Linked DNA regions of Cricetulus griseus: region 1 is linked to region 2. A link is a contact called in public Hi-C data. All regions are on one chromosome and are shown on one strand. The core of a region is the stretch at or near the end of the contact, and the rest is flanking DNA. Distances in the headings are between cores, read along the strand shown.

Region 1 (5,188 bases), core at 2,230-4,729, 160 kb before region 2:
TCTTTGGAGAAATTCAAGCAAGGCCTAAAACAAAAATGACCGAGATTTCTGTCATACATAAAGGCACTGTAGTATATAGGATCTTTAAGTCATTTTAAAAATGCTATTTAACTCTAAATTCCTATTGAAAAAGTCACATGGAAATCACCTATTATGTAATCTTCCTAAAATAGATTCATAACATAAAAAGAGTTTAAATGGAGTTACCTTGAAGGGGACAATAACCCAACTTAACACCACAGGCTAGCAAATGAAAAGCCCAATACCCCGGAATAGGCAGCCTCTTTTGGAATGGTTGACTAGTAGCTATTTCTATTGTTCTTGATTATCCCTCAGAACTGAACAGTATGACCCTGTTGCTGAAGATGCCACATATTTGAATCACAGAACAAGAAGAAATTAAGATGACAGTAATCTCAGAGCTTTATCCCTACTTGCTAGTTTTCATGGTGCTGGAAGATGTATGCTACCTGAAGATAAAGGTAAACATCAGTCTTATCCAGTTGTGAACTCTGTGAACTACAATAATGACTTCCCTGACAAGACATGTCCACTGGTGCAGTAGTGGCACAAATGTCATGGGAGTAACCAACCACTTTCTTATTAGACTTAAACCCTATCTAGGCCAAGAACCTATGCCTATGCAATCACAGACCCTAGGGAAGAACTTACTACTATTACTGTGTCAAATGGAAATAGTATTAAACCAACTCCCAATGATTTACTGCTATACCTATAGATCAGGGCCACTCTTAATCCTCATAAGAAAAGCTTATCCTTGAGACAGCGATTGATACAGAGACCCAGACCTGGCCAAGGTGCAGAAAGTAAGAGACTGCAGAATACTCATCCACAAATTATGCATCTATATATATCACATGTCTTCCCTCAAGGCTGAAGTTTTATCAAGAAATAGGGGACAGAAGGATTGTAAGAGCCAGGGGTGACAGATGACTAGAAAGGAACAGTATTTACCACACACTGGTGCAGCTGCACATAGGAACTCGGAAGTGGTTGCCACAGAATGAGTAAGACTTATACGAGCATGAGCCGGTCAAAACCCCAGCATGGAGGGAGAATGAGACAATGTCACATGCCTAACAAAGGAGCTTCTCCCATTTGATAGCATCTGGGAGGAGAACTAGGAATTGGTCCTACTCCCTGGAGTACTTGGGCTACACAAAGAGCATTCAATGGTCTTAAAAGAAAAAAAAAAGAACACAAAGTTGGGTGGGTAGGGAGGTGAGGTGGATCTGGGAGGAGCTGGGGAAGAGTTGAAAATGATCAAAATACACTGTATGAAATTATTAAAAAATTAATAAAATGGTTATCAAAAAATTAGTGAAAGTGTTATCTAAAATATAAATGGTAAAGGAAGAAACACTTTTTGCTGTATTATCTCAGCAGATAAGAAGACTTGCCTTCAAGCCTGTCAATGTGAGGTCAGTCAATAGAACCTATATGGTGGAAGAATTTGTTCTCTGAACTTCACATGTGTGCCTTGACACACATGCTATATGCACATAAACACACAAATAAATAAATGTAAAAAAAAAACATTAAAAAGAACAAGTAGTCAGGGCTGAGGACAGCTCCTATGCTAAAGTGTCTGCTAGGTTAGCCTGAAGAGTCAAGTTTGATTCCTAGAACCCATGTAAAATGTTGGGTTAGATAGTGTGTGTTTGGAGAGGCAGAAATGAGCTTATTCATCAACCTGCCTAGCCTAATCCGGTCAGCCCTAGGTGTCAGAGAGAGATTTTCTCTCAAAAAACAGAGTAGGCTCCTTGGAATGACACCCAAGGTTGACCTCTGGCCTACACACACACACACACACACACACACACACACACACACACACACACACACACGTATGCATGTAATATGAGTCATGTTTAACCACCTATCTCTATCCAACAGGCCATATCAGCAAAGTTCCTCAGACAGATGGTTGAAGCCCAAAATGGTTCTTTGTTTCCCCGAAGCCCATGGCACTGGGCAGCAAGGCAGAGAGTGCCTCTGACATGGCAGAGAGATGTGTAGCAATCCAGGCTTCTAAGTCTACAGGAACTGCAGAGCCCTGAAAGTAGTTTCAAATAGCATATAAACATTTACACGTTTCAGAAAATGCTTATTCTTTCACTTCAAGGAAGGAGGGAGGAAAGGGAAGGATATAAAATGAAAAGGAAGGAAAAAGAAGAAAATCTTTGAGAAAGTGCACTCTACCTTAGTTTCATTCTCACTAGGGGACTCTATAGCCTGCTGGCACAAAACTAAACAAAGTGAGCTTTGTTGTGAGGGGAAGAAAAGGAGCCACCAAGAAATACCAAGGAAAAGGGAGGTTTTTTAAAACTGAGGGAATGAATGAACAGGAGCTTTGCAGACTACATTAGGTCTTGCTCAGCATCAACATTGCCAACTCCACTTCTACCACACACTCTGAGCTGTCGGGGGTCCCAGAGACACCAACAGCTGAGTCACCCTTCTCTGACCAGGCATGCAATGGTTCTTTTGCCTGTTTGTTTTTTCAGTTGGGTTTCTCCAGATTAACAATAGCTTCATGTGTGTTTGATGTTCTCCATGAATGAGACAGCGTACCAGACACATTTTAGAGGTCATCATTTTAATCCTCATGAGAGGTTGACACTATAGCTACCCTAGTTTGCTGAGGAAGAAGTGGTGTCTTAAAGAATACTGAAGGGCACACAGCCAGCAAATGCTGTGAAAGGAATTTAATACCAGCTCTCTATGGCTTTTGTTTCTGAACTCCTAACTACGCAAGGAATCACATTTTCATAGTCATCCTAAAATCCCTACCTGAGAAGTCAAAATAGGCTAGACCCAAATGGAAGGAACAAAGCCAAATAAAACTGGCCTTTTTACAAGATTTCAGGGCAGAAACAAAAACAATCAAACAAACAAAAAAGCAGTCTCTAGTGCTAACAGGTTGATCTTATATCAGGTTTATTTGCAATATAGACCTCAGACATCTGACACAAACTAAAGGCTTAATATCTAACAGCAAAATTTATGTATCTAATATCTTGTACAATGCTTGCAAAGCTAAATTGTAATCCAAGCATTGTGCTGTACTGAAGCAACATGATCACAAATGAGGACAAAAGATTAATTGAAGTTTAGGAAAAAATATTTAATTTTGTTCCACGGGGACCAGAACGGTTTCTTGGGGACGAGTGTATCTCTTTCTTTATGAGCATAAATTACAAAGATTAGATAATTATTTTAATTGCGGTGTGCATATGCAATAAGATTGTTCAAAATATTACTAGAGGAATGCGAGGGAGAAAAGGGGTGGGGAGGAAAAGGGAGGGGAAAAGATGGAGGGGAGGAAAGAGAAGAGAAGCTAGTAAGATGCTGGCTCAGGTCTTGACAAAGCTACACTGAAGAATGGCTGGACTACTTTAAGCAATTATGAACCACACAGAGAACCTGGCATGGGAAGACTGAGTCTTTGCAAACCTAGAGGCCAGGATAGTAGTTACTCATTAGCTAAGAATGCTCATTGGGTATCTGTTTTCAATACCGCTGTAAAAATGTGTTCCTATGTAAAGTGGGAATACAACTCTCCTTGTCTTCAAGGACTGTGACATAATATATCACACAGTTTTAAAACTAAATCAAATAAATTACAAAAGAGAGAGCCAGAGAGATGGCCCAGCCCTTACAGAGGGCCAGAGTTTGATTCACAGTACCCATATGGGGTGGCTCACAATCACCTGTAACTTAAACCCTCTTCTGCACTCATACTGCTTCCCCCGCCAAAACAAACAAACAAACAAACAAACAAAAACTATCAACTTTTAAAGGAGGGTGGGGAGCTGGGCAGTTGATTCAGTGGTTAAGAGAAGTCACTCTTCTTGCAAACTGGAATTCAGTTCCCAGTACCCATACTGGACAGCTCACAACTGTCGGTAACTCCAACTCCATGGGGGGGTCTGACACGCTCTTCTGGACCTTGAAAGTACTACATAGGTGTGAGCACATGTGCACATGGGGGGAGGGGGAGACAGTAACAGAACCAGATATTGCTTATTGAATTTTTTTACTATCTTTTTTCAAAGTTTATAATTAATCCCTTCTCCCATGTGATAAACTTCTGTTTATTTTCAAGGTCAGGGCCTTTCTATGCATATGTGCCAAGGCTGGTCTCAGACCTGCTACCTTCTCTTCTTAGCCTCCTGTGTCCTGGGATTATAGCTATGCCCTACTATCTCATTACTTTTCTATGCCCATGACAAGAAACCATGACCAAGGCAGTTTGTAGGAGAATTTCTTTGGGGCTTACAGTTCAGAGGGTGAGGACCATCGTGCAGGCAACATGGCATCAGCGAGCACGGAGCAAGCATGGCGCTGAGGCAGTAGCTGAAAGCTTATGATCTTGATCCACAAGTAGAAGGCAGAGAACCCTTAAAATCTGCCCCTACTGACACACTTCCTCCAATCAGGCCACACTGCCTAATCCTTCCCAAACTGTTCCACCAACTGGGGACCAAGTATTCAAACAAATGAGCCTGTGCGGGACTTCTCATTCAAACCACAATGCTTAGCAACACTGAGCTTGCATATTTGAGGCTCAGGAGAATTAACCAGTGTGAAAACAATCCACACCTATCCCAAGAACATCTAATGATACTAACTACGGAGATCATTAAATCAGATGGGTGACTACTCTATCAAATTACTTCAGTATAACTATACAAGTCAGAACTTCCAGCTCTGAGAGAAGTAACTTAATGTTAACGAATATTTTAGCTGGCCATTGTGACTTATTTCAGACTCTACCACTTCTAACTATAAACACCAGTCACATCTTCAGGAAACAATTCATCATACATGGCACTTACATTTTAATCGCCTATTGTTTGCTTTATTGTACATACTCACTAAGTAACATTGGGAAAACAGAAAAATCGAAGAAGGAAACACAGAAAGAGTCCATGTTTTCTATTAATCAATGAGTTTTAATCATCTGCTCTTCCAGAAAGAGCATTGTTGTGAAAATTAGAAAAGCAAAGCTTAGAGCAAGCGGAGGTGGCTCATGGGTGGCAGGGGTGGGGGGTGTGTCTTAAATTCAAGTCCCGCTAGGGCTGTTTGCCAAGACACACCTTAAAACCAGAACTGCACCGGGGAGAAGGCTCGGAGGGTAAACCACTGCCACACAAGCTTGAGA
Region 2 (4,695 bases), core at 1,552-4,051:
TAAAGGATAGCATCTGAAGGGTTTTCTTAGACAAAGTTGACAGGAATGCCTGTTACCATACAATGCCCCATCTGGAGGCTTGGACAAGGTATTCCCCTCCTTGACTTTGTTGTATGTAATATTTATATTCTCCACTGGAAATCAGAATAGTGAAGAAAGGGCCATCTTAGTTATGATCAATGGCATACAGTTTTGGAGATGAAAGACACAAACTGCTTAAACCCAAAAAATCTGATCATAAGCACTGAAAAATCAACTGTAGGGGCTGGAGAGGTGGCTCAGCAGTTAAGAACACTGGCTGCTCTTCCAGAGACCTGGGTCTAATTCCCAGGACCCACATGGTGGCTTAGAACTTTGACTCCAGTTCCAGGGGCTCTGACACCCTCTTCTGGTCTCCAAGGGCACCAGGCACACATGTGATGCCCAGACACACCTGCTGACAGAACAGCCATAAAACTAAGAGATAAAATAAAATTTTAAAAAGAAAGGTCAACTTGACTAACATTAGAATTTGAGTTCCAACAATTTCTTATTTGTAAAGAGTGGGGAAAAACAGAACAAACTGTATTCTTTTTCCATCTACATTTTAAATTTTTAAAAATTTGTTGGTAAATTCATACATGCAATACAACGTATTTAAATCATATCTGCCTCCCTACTCTCCTCTCCAATTCTTTTAGCAACTCTTCCATCTCCCTCCCCACTTTGTACTACCTTGTCCTCCCCCCACTCTCTTTTCTTCTTTTAAAACATCCTGAGTCTAGTTAGTGCTGCTTATATTCTGATGGTGGGGAGTGCCATCCACTGGTTCACAGGCTCCTATCATGGGTTACAGTGCTGAAGAAAACTGACCCCCACCTTCTATTGCCATCAACTGTTACTTGAAGCCAGAGGTCCCCTCCCATAAAACATTCCCCTGTGCAGTTCTTGGTCGGGGAGGGGGTGGGGTGTTCTAGAGATGCATCAACATTGTTTTTTTGTTTGTTTGTTTGTCTTTCAAGACAGGGTTTCTCTGTGTATCAGCCATACACATCCTGGAACTAGCTATGTAGACCAGCCTGGCCTCAAACTCAGAAATCTGCCTGCTTCTGCCTCCCACGTGTAGGATTAAAGGTGTTCACTACCACTGCTTGGCAAAAGTTTTTAAGTAAAATAGTTTTTAAGTAAAACTATTTCTCTGTGGTCACTGGAGCAGAGAGGGAAGGACATAGGACCAGACAGGTGAGATGGTAGCTAAAGAATATGCTGATCCAAACATTTGAATGTCACTTATCTCCAGAAAGATGACACTGATGTGCTTACAAGTTGGATCTTGAGAAATCAAAGCTGGCACCATCACTTGACAGACAACCATCAATCCCTGGACTTACTTCTGGACTTCCTTAGGTATGTAGGCAGGTGCTCGAGCATGCGAGAACACACACACACACACACACACACACACACACACACACACACACACACACACACAATAATCAAGCCCCCTCCATCACAGAACTGAGAGAGGAATTAAATGAGAGAATGCAAACAGCAGCTTACACTAGTTACATGTGAGTGTGTGATAGGTTAAGTCTCAGATTTGCTTTGGAACTATTGGCTCACCCTTACTCACAGGTCTGTGACTTTGCTTGTGCAGTTGTGACAAGGAAAGACTCTTACCTTTGCCCCTTGATGATGCCATTTTTCTTCTACACTGAAAAGTGCTTTCTAACTGAGGGCTTGGCTTATTTAAAGGGACAAGGCTCAGACTAACCCTTCTAACCATAATTTCCATTATTTCCCTGGCATTAGAGACATCAAAAAGGGGAGTGGGAGAATTATATGGGTTGGGTCAAATGAAACTATCCGGTAGAAACATTCAATCTTTGACTCAGCTATACAATAGTCGTTAGTTTTCTAGCTTTTATTTACTGCTTCTTATTCCACTTGCCTCCCTGGGTTCCATGGCTCACAAGAAATAGGAGTAATGAAGTGAAGAAATTAAAATTACATGTTAACAACATGGCTCATCGTGTAGAGGGGCTTGCTATCAATCCTGAGGACCTGAAGTCCTGCATGTTACACAGAGAGAGCCAACTTCCCCAAGCTTCTTTCTGAGGTCTACATATGTGCCATGACACACACATGTCTGAGCCCCCACACATAAACCACAGCACACATAATAACTGTAAGAGAATGTCTAAAATGGAAATTATAATAGTTGAAATAAAAATCAATTGAGTTATAGAATCTGCCCGTTTCACAACCTAGCTTTTTGTTTCACCTCTGCAGATGGAGCTTGGAAGATTTTTGGCCCTGTTCTTTGTGTCATGCCAGAAGCCTGTATTCATGGTAACAAACATATTGTCATCCAAAATAACATTGCAATCCATTTCGTAGAGTTCACAGGGACAATTCTGGAATTCTGTCATCTTTTTCATACATTCAATTTTCTATAATTTTGCTACAGCTAGGGCAAGAGTTATTGAATAACATGATGCCAAGGAGCCCTTTTTGGTTAATCTTCTGCCAAAAAAAAAAAAAAAATTATAAAGAATTGGCTCTCTGCTTAGATTTATCAAATTGGGAATAACTCGGAGTTTCATATTGGAGAAATAAAAGGTCGGGCATTTCTGACATTGGTTATTAGTCTGAATTCAATGAGACACTTAGAAAATAAATTCTACAACTGTTTGAAAGAAGGGTTGCTGTGGCCTATAAATATCACCATCTCTTTTGTTCTCATGCGCCATCTAGTGGCCATCAGGGGATTATTTCATTGAATTTTCATGCTGGATCCTGGCTAGGAAAATGAAAGCCTGATTCAACAAAGACCACATCTAGTTCAATGCCCTACCATTGTTTTTCCCCTATGAAGCTGAGTCTCTGCTTTCTGGTGGCTTGAAACACAAATAATTACTAATAAACCAGGGATTTGACTTTATTCTGAGATTTTGACGGACAGTCTTTGACTTTTACTGTTCATCGTTATTAACCAAATACTTTCAGCAGAACAAAACCAAGAAGCACACAGTGTTCACTAAAAAAATATTTAAGCAATTGGGGCCTAGAGAAATGGCCCATTGGGTAAGAGAACTTCGTGTTCAAGAATGAAGATCTGAGTTCAGCTCCCAGAACCCATGCAAAGGTCAGGCTCATACCTAGAACCCAAGCACTGTGGAGGCCAGAGACAGGAGATGGCTAGAGCCTTCTGTCTGATAGCCCAGCAGGGTGGGACCCTGTCTCAGGGAATAAGACAGAGCAGAATGTAGTGTTTAATCTAAAATAGCATGAATAGCACCCAATATCTTCCTGTGGCCTCTGGATGTTCAAATATATATATATATATATATATATATATATATATATATATATATATAATGACATACACAAGCACATGCACCTACACACTCCACATCATATACACACATGAAAAGAATTGAGTAATACAGTGGTGTTGAAATTAGACCAATAACTGGGAATCTGGGAAATGTATATACTTTATTCAGTTGCAGTTCATTGTGTATAGAATGGATATCATATCATCCAGCTATCTGCCATGGCTACCTCAGAGAGCTGCCATGGAATTTTTTTATCGAAAGAATAGCGAAGTGCCTAATAGAGCCCATAATCAATGATAGTATCAACTAGCAACAGCCATCTTTAACACTGAAGGATCGTTGTGGCCCATATGGACAACTCAAACACAGACTGTTAATTAACTATAGTTGCTTTCCTAACATTCTTCCCCTGGGTTAATGCAGTACAGTGTCACTGGCAAGAATGATGGTCTCTTAAGCAAGTGTGAACTCAACCCTATCATTCCTCATGCTTACTGGCTAAGTGACCTCAGGCTCTACATTTAACTCTCTATGGGGGGGTGGGAATTTCATTATCTGTCTACTAGACCTACCATTAATACCTGTCATTGTTTTTAATCTTGTGAGTTTGAAGTGAATTGACACATGTACCTCACCTACCATAAATATCTCGGCCACCATATTTAGAACTTCCTAGGTATTTGCTGTAGTCTTAAACCAAACAACAAAAAGTAATTTATTTGGCACATGTATGAATAATACTGTTCAAGAACCAATGTTTAACAAAATCTAAATTCAACAAAAGTCTGCTACACTACAAAGGTTGAGTTCCTTAATCACAGATAAGTAGGAAAATGTGTTAGGCTGCTTCTATCATATTCTTCTAAGAGAATTCTTAATTTTGAGACAGGATTCCATCATGTAACTTAGACTAACGTAAGATTTGAGATCCTCCTGCCTCACCTTCCTGAGCAGTGGGATTACAGGCATGTATAACCACACCCAGAGAAGATATCATCTTCTTGAAAAAATCTTTTTGGAATAAGTATTTGGTTATAACAACAATCATCATTTTCTTTTATCTTTGCCCTCTACTCCCTAGCATACTTGTACTTACTGTTAATACCATAACAACCCAGAAGGCAGGAGAACATGACCTTTCTACAGTGTATAGACAATGCAATGTAGCTGTCTACATACAATGTAGCTGTCTACATACAATACAATGTAGCTGTCTACATACAATACAATGTATACTTCTACATAAACTACAATGTAGCTGTCTACATACAATACAATGTAGCTATCTACACATGATACAGTGTAGCTGTCTACATATTATACAATGTAGCCGTCTATACACAGTACAATGTAACCATCTATATACAACACAATG

Evidence for each region. A called contact is a pair of places that touch in the nucleus more often than the background predicts.
Region 1: a Hi-C map of liver shows a contact between it and region 2, with 3 times the contacts expected there. The contact joins two enhancer-like sites. A contact is called at or near these places in 7 of 8 Hi-C or Micro-C datasets (the CHK-Q cell line, the CHL-YN cell line, the CHO-K1 cell line and 2 more).

The regions. Positions count from the first base shown.
Region 1 is chr2:245,873,147-245,878,334 of CriGri-PICRH-1.0, reverse strand. It overlaps LOC100774646 (rho GTPase-activating protein 18), which reads right to left. Exons shown (of 15, transcript XM_027402874.2): 11 at 1-24. Among named protein-coding and RNA genes, the nearest start is that of Tmem244, 240 kb to the right of the region's middle. Within about 2 kb of position 3,479, at least 1 of the 6 cell types and tissues checked has open chromatin away from gene starts, as enhancers often do.
Region 2 is chr2:245,710,362-245,715,056 of CriGri-PICRH-1.0, reverse strand. All of the region lies in intron 5 of LOC107979618 (a long non-coding RNA gene), which reads right to left. Among named protein-coding and RNA genes, the nearest start is that of Tmem244, 79 kb to the right of the region's middle. Within about 2 kb of position 2,801, at least 1 of the 6 cell types and tissues checked has open chromatin away from gene starts, as enhancers often do.